Linked DNA regions of Gossypium hirsutum: region 2 is linked to region 1. The links are chromatin contacts, called in public Hi-C maps. All regions are on one chromosome and are shown on one strand. Each heading gives the region's core, a stretch centred on a gene start, on an enhancer-like site or on the middle of the called end of the contact. The rest is flanking DNA. Distances are from core to core; before and after follow the strand shown.

Region 1 (3,595 bases), core at 444-2,943:
ACCTCGATATTCCTTGGCTTATGGCTTGCGACTTCAATAAAATTCTTTACGCCAATGATAATTAGATATGAAAATTCTATAATTATTGTTTTTTGCTTGAGAAATATTCTGTAAATGGATAATTTTTTATCGGTCCTCAATGATTGTTTTTTGCATGATTTAGGCTATGAATGGGGCATTTGGAAGAAACAAATATTAGAGAAATATTGGATAGGAGGTTGCCAATGATAACTGGATACGAAAATTCCCTAATGTCAGTGTGATGCATCTTTTACATTCTATTTTTTATCATTACCCAGTCCTTGTTAACGCAAAGGATTTTCACGCGGAGTATCACCCTTAGAAATGAAAATTCGAGGCCCATTGGATCATGGAGGATTCATGTGAACAAGAAATGGAAAGAATATGAAGTCATCCAGTAGGGTCAGTGCTAGAGAAACTTGTAGCTATGGTTGATGGATTATGGTCTTGGGCAACACAATTGAAACATGCAAATAAAACAAATGAAGCTAGCCTGAAAAGGAGACTCAAGGAACTTTATGAGTTGCACCCCAATGATGATGTTTAATGGAAATTGTTGACACTAAGCTTAAGATTAACTGAGAGGCTAATAAGGCAGAGCGGTACTGGGAACAGAAAGCCAAAGTCAACTGGTTGAATGAAGGGGATCGCAATACGTCTTTTTTTTCCAAAATTTCGCATCCAAGGGGCGTCGTGTTAATAAAATTAAATCTTTGAAGGATCCGGATGGTAGGAATTTATATGATCAAGAGGATTTAGAACGTGTGGGTATTTTGCTGACTTGTTCTCTTCACAAGGTGTCGGCAGTTGTGATAGTTTGCTTGAGGGTGTGTCCTGGTGTATTACAAAGGAGATGAATGCCTGACTACGATCACCTTTTACCGATGAAGAGATCTATGTGGCTTCGAAATGAATGCATCCAACCAAAGCTTCAAGAAAGGATGGTATGCCAACTCTTTTTTTCCAAAAGTTTTGGCATATTATTGGGTCTGAAATAATAGACTATTGTCACACTTCACTCAAAAATGAAATTCCCATGGATGTTATTAATTTTAAAAATATTGTATTGATTCCAAAGTGTAATATTCCCAACTCTATGGCTCATTTCCTTCCCATTAGTTTGTGTAATGTGATATATAAAATCGTCTCTAAGACAATTGCAAACTTCCAGAAAGTTCTACATTTATGTATCGACGAAGCTCAAAGTGCTTTTGTCCTGGGGCAATTAATTTCTAATAATATTATTATTGCTTATGAGATGTTCCATAGTTTGAAAAATAATAGGACCGGGAAAGTAGGCTCTTTTGCTCTGAAGCTTGATATGAGCAAACCCTATTAAAGGGTGGAGTGGGGTTTTTTGGAAAATGTTCAAGAAGATGGGTTTTTAGGATGATTGGGTGTCCCGAATTATGAATTGCATTACAAGTGTTAGCTACTCTATTGTCATTAACGGTAAACAAGATGATTGTTTTAGGCCATCTAGAAGGCTTCGCCAAGAGGATCCTTTTAGCCCCTATGTTTTTTTAATATGTAGTCAGGGTTTTTCCTCCCTCTTTGAAAAGGGCCTGTAATGAAGGGACTTTGAGAGGAATCAAGGCAAGTAGAGGCAGTCCACCATTGACTCACCTATTCTTTGCGGGTGATAGTTTGATTTTTGGACAAACCACGGTTGAATCGGTGCGCACTATCAGAAGAATAATTGATGAGTTTGCTAGTTGTTCGGGTCAGGGCATCAATTATGAGAAATTGGCCATATTTTTCAGTAGTAATACTTTCGAAAATGCTAAGGAAATGGTCGCGAGGGAGTTGTATCTTCAGAGTACCTTTTGTGCTGAAAGTATTTAAGGTTTCCTCCTTTTGTTGGTAGAAATAAAAGATTGATCCTTCAGGATATTAAGGATAAAATACAGAAGCGTGTTGTTAGGGTTCGAAACTATTATCACAAGGAGGTAAAGAGGTTTTTATTATATCTATTTTACAGGTTATTCCTGTTTATGACATGTCTTGTTTTTTACTGCCCAAATCTTTATGTCATAATATGGAATCAATTATTAGTAAGTTTTGGTGGCAAAAGGATAAGGATCGAAGAGGGATACACTGGTGCTCGTGGAGGGACCTTTGCATTTCGAAGAACAATGGAGGTACGGGGTTTAAAGACCTTGCAAAGTTTAATATTGCTATGTTGGTTAAGCATGGATGGCCCATTTTGATGAATCCTAACTCTCTCGTGGCGAGAGTGTTATGTGCTAAATATTTTTGCAATTCTGATTTTTTAAAAGCAAGGTTACGAAACCAACCTTCCTTAGTCTGGTGTAGCATATGGAGTGCTCGGGGTCTTTTGGAAAAAGGTTTTAAATGGTAAACTGGTTCTGGGAATAATGTGAGTATTTGGGAGGATTATTGGATATCAAGGGCAGAACCTCGCAAAATCCAAGCACCTCCAGTTAGTGGTTTACAAATGGTTGTTGATCTTATTTTACCAAATCAAAGACAATGGGATGATAATTTGATTCGATGATAATTTGATTCGTCCCTTCTTTGATGACTGACTACTGAGGATATTCTCTGTATTCCTTTAGCAAGTGAGCTGAGTGATGATAGGCTGGTTTGGAGCTGGGATAATACGGGTTTTTATACTGTCAAGTCTGGGTATAGGCTTTTTCAGAGTAATAATTGTACAGAAATACAGCCTACTGATAAAACCCTTTACGATAATATTTGGCAATTACAAGTGCCTTCAAAGATTAAAATTGCTAATTGGATATTTCTCAAAAATAACATTCCCTCTAGGCATAATCTTTGTATTAAAAGGGTCGCTTCTAATCTAGTTTGTTCTCGTTGTGGTGTGGGGGTGGAGGATGTCTTCCATGCTATCTGTGCCTGTCCATTTGTGTATAACGTGTTTGGGAAGTTGGATTTCGCCTAGGATGCGACTCAGGTCTCTGATGTAAATAGTCTTTTTGGCAGTATCTTCCAGACTTATACGGGAGACAAAAGAACATTATTTGTAATTACAACATGAGCATTATGGTTCTCTCGAAATAAACTCTTACATGAAGGAAAAAGACAGATTGTGGATGAATTGGTTACTTTTCTCAAGGGGTACTATTTGGAACTCTCGATGCATCAGAGCAGGATGGATCCTCCGATGGAAAAACATTTGAATTGATGGAAACCCCCTAAAGGTCCTATCCTGAAGGTCAATTTTGATGCAAGTTTTTGTAAAAATACCAACAGATCCAATAGTGGGACTGTAATAAGAAATGGGAAAGTCGGTGGTAGAATGGAAAGAATGAGGAGAAGAGGGCCTCACGGGTAATGACTGGGAAGATCGAAAAATTGGAAGAAGAAAGGATTTTTTGGTTAGACGCATGGAATTGGCTAAGCATTTTATTCGAACAAATATAGAACCAGAATGGATGGTTTTATGTCTATTACCGGTTCTTCCTCACGAGTTGAGACCATTTGCTGAAGAGCGTTGGCCTGTCTTTAATCCATGGCTTTTGCTCGACATTTGGGACTTGATAAGATGGTTGTGGAAGGGGATTCTCTTACCGTGATTAAAAAGGCCTTG
Region 2 (3,595 bases), core at 422-2,921, 120 kb before region 1:
ATACTGATTATGATCTTCATTAAAGTGACTGAGCATCAATCCTTAGCTCATCAAGCATATCTAAAATGTATTCAGTAAAGACTAAAATGAAACTTACCCTGTGAATTTTGCTCATCTTAGGACACCAGTGCTCCATGAATTCTCGAGCCTCATTAACAAGCATATCTAGCTCTTCGCACTCTTTGTATAGGATATCATCTGAAGGTATCTCGCACTCAATAACATCATCAAGCAGTGGTTTCAAAAGTTTTAACACAATAACCATGTTCCTATAATCTTTTTCGACAGGAGCAACTTTTATTGTCTGACATGATACCAGATGAATGAATCGAGATATACTGTTTACAAGACAACTCACTGAGGTTGTGTCCATCTGACCTGCTTTTCATGGAGCATATCAGAAAATTTTAAAAATTAGTACAAGAGTGCCCTTTAAAAAACACAAGTTTGCATATTTGATTGTGTTGTCTTTTTCCCATACTCTCTACTCGAGCAGAAAGATCGTACACAGACAAAAACATTCACTGCTGTGAAAATTATTAGTTTGCCACCACCATGGAACTTGGCCTTTTTTCCCTACCATGTAAGGAAATCCACTTTGACTAAATTTCCAATTTAAATATATATAATATTTTCTAATTTTAAGTATAAAACAAAAGGCTTCTGACTATTGCCAATGGGAAGAACACACATCAATTATTCTAGAAAAAATATCATTCATTGCATTTTCCATGATGACTTTTTTCTCATAGAGTCTAAGGAAATATTAGACTGACTTTCCAACAAAAGATAAAATAATATAAATAAAATAAAAGATCAGATCAGATCTTCCCTTCATCAGAAAATATAATAGCTTGGGGACTGAAAAAAGGATTTTATCTACTGGTCTCAATGAAAAACGACACACGTATAACCACTGTGATCTTGAATGACAAAATAATAAAGCTAGTAAAGTTTTATACGAAAACGGTTGTGAATAAAAAAAAAGCTTGATAAAAGTGTAAAGTATAATACACAGCTCCATTGTTTCTTAAGAGAGGGAAAGAAACAAAAAAAAAATGAAATCTTAAAACCTCAAATTATTCATTTAGTAGCTGAAGAAAGCTTGATAAGAGTTTTGAGCCCAACAATATCAAAAGCTGAGTATAAAAGAGCTACTATGAGATCAAGAAAAGGGTGTTATGTAAGCTCACTGAATCAAGGTAAAAAATAAAGAATTTTTTGTTCTTAACTTCAATTAGAAACATGATTCAAATACTACCCAAGTCCATACTTATGAACTAACAAAACAAAAGCACAAAATTCACCTGAAAGCAGGACCATTTCCCAATGCTTAAATCCAATTCAAAACAACAAAACCAGTTTATATAAAGAAAACACCCAGCAAAGTACTTTTTAAAAATATATAAAATGTATTGAGAAATCCACATTTAAACACACAGAGCAAGCATCTTTTTAACATTGAAAGCATACCTCTTTCTTGAAGTTGGTTTACGCTTGTAAAACAAAGAAAGCACAGATCCTGATGTACATTTGACTAATGAAAAATGAAAAAGAAAATCCCTTCAATGGAAATGATCAAAATTTAAATCTTTAACATTCAAGCTCTGAATTTTTTCCTCATAACAAGGCTGCATAAGAAAAAGAAGAGTGCTGCAGAAAACTGATGAAAAAAATTGAAAAAGAAAAAAATAAAAAAAGTAAACTGGGTGGGCCCTGTTTAGTTGATGATTTGTTGGGTTATGACTTATTGAGTAGAAAATTAATTAAGAGTAGGGGAGACTTGATTAATTAAGATTTAGTATTTAATCAAATGATTAGATAAAACAAAGACAAGAGCTAAGTCAAGGGGGAAGGACTTATGTTTTTTTTTTATGATTTGGTAAAATAATAAACTTAACTCTTAATTTTTACATCTATTAAATTGATTTTTTTAGTTAAATTTAATCCTTAACATTTTAAATAATATTAATTTTAATAGAAATACTAACTAAAAAGTTAATTTTTTTTAATGATGTTGGCATAGCAACCTAAAAATATATGTATACTTCATTCTGACATGACATTATTTATCTTATATGTCATATTAATAAATAATTTAAAATTTTTTAAAAAAATTGAAAAAATTAAATAAAATTAAAATTAAATAAACATAAAAATTCAAAAAAAAAAAAACTAGCAAAAAGTACATGTGCATTATTACGTAAGTTTGTCATGTTTAAAAAATTATCATTTAGTCAATATTTTTGTTAAAGAAATAATTCAACTCTTTTTCAAAGGTATATCAAATTTGACTTTTTTTTTTAGTTAAAAGACCAAATTTAGTTAAAAATAGAATAAAGGCCAAATTGAAAAAAAAAACTATAAACATTAAGGCTTTGCTTAGTAGAGTGAAAAAAAATTGGAAGGATAAAAAATTGAACCAGTAAACAACTAAAAGGATGGAAAATATAAATTTTCTTTCCATAGATGTGCTTGGTAAGAAAGATGAAAAAATGAAAAGAAAAATAATTTTCTTTCCTCATTTTTTAATAGAGTTGAAAATTGAAAGGAGATAAAATAAAACATTTAAAGAATACATAAATTTGAACTAACATACACATCTCTTATTTTCTATCCTCTTGTCATTCAAATTTGGAATGATTAGTTTTTATGTATTAGGACAAGAATTGATCATCTCTTCTATTTTGTTTTCTCTCATTTTTCTTACCAACCAAACACACTCAAAATTTATATTCTTTTCTGTAACACCCCGTACCCGAGACCGTTGCCGGAGTCGGACACGAGGGGGTTCACAGACTAATTTCGCTTACTATCGCAGTCCATTTTAAAAATTTCCAGGCAGTTGGCTAACTGCGTCACTGTCACCTTAAAAATCATATCTTGAGTTTCACAACTCGAAAATCAGTTTCGTAATTTTTCCCTGAAACTAGACTCATATGCCCATCTACATATTTTTTTCTAGAATTTTTGGTCGGGCCAATTAGTACAGTTTATTAGTAAAAGTCTCCTATGTTACAGGGATCGACTACACTGACCTTTGCGCATTACGACTTGGATATCTCCCTTCATAGAGCTTCAATACTGATGATGTTAGTTTCTATAGAAACTAGACTCAGAGGAATCTATACATATATGGCATGACTCCTAATTATCTCTGGTTAATTTATAATGAATTTCCAAAGTCGGAACAGGGAATCCAGAAACCGTTCTGGCCCTGTCTCACGAGAACCTGAATATCTCTTAACATACTGTCCATATGATCGTTTCGTTACTTTCCTATGAAAATAGATTCATCAAGGTTCGTTTACATAATTTATTCACTATTTAATTCCATTCCTACTATTTTTAGTGATTTTCCAAATCTACATCACTGCTGCTGTCAGCATCTGCCTTTAAGGTAGACTTTACCTATTTCATAGTTTCCATGATTCAACTAGCCCTTTTAGCATAAATAGCACAAATTATGATAGTGATTAACCATTCCCATGGCCAATCCTTGTTAAGCATATCCATACCTCTCAATAACCATATCCATACCAAATGATTATAACATTATGCTCAAACATATATAAGCCATTTTCGCATGGCTATC

Evidence for each region. Hi-C and Micro-C count contacts between places; a contact is called where the count stands out from the background.
Region 2: a contact with region 1 is called in a Hi-C map of fibers, with 2.6 times the contacts expected there. The contact joins the promoter of LOC107954637 here to the enhancer-like site in region 1. A contact is called at or near these places in 11 of 34 Hi-C or Micro-C datasets (anther, callus, fibers and 3 more).

What each region holds. Positions count from the first base shown.
Region 1 is chrD07:27,210,174-27,213,768 of Gossypium_hirsutum_v2.1, reverse strand. No RefSeq gene overlaps it. Among protein-coding and RNA genes, the nearest start is that of LOC107954609, 13 kb to the right of the region's middle. Within about 2 kb of position 1,693, at least 5 of the 9 cell types and tissues checked have an H3K27ac peak or open chromatin away from gene starts, as enhancers often do. A contact at or near this core is called in fibers, where this site is marked.
Region 2 is chrD07:27,334,369-27,337,963 of Gossypium_hirsutum_v2.1, reverse strand. LOC107954637 (U-box domain-containing protein 3) reads right to left here and starts at 1,671. Exons shown (of 5, transcript XM_016890252.2): 1 at 1,474-1,671; 2 at 98-381. The coding sequence starts at 373.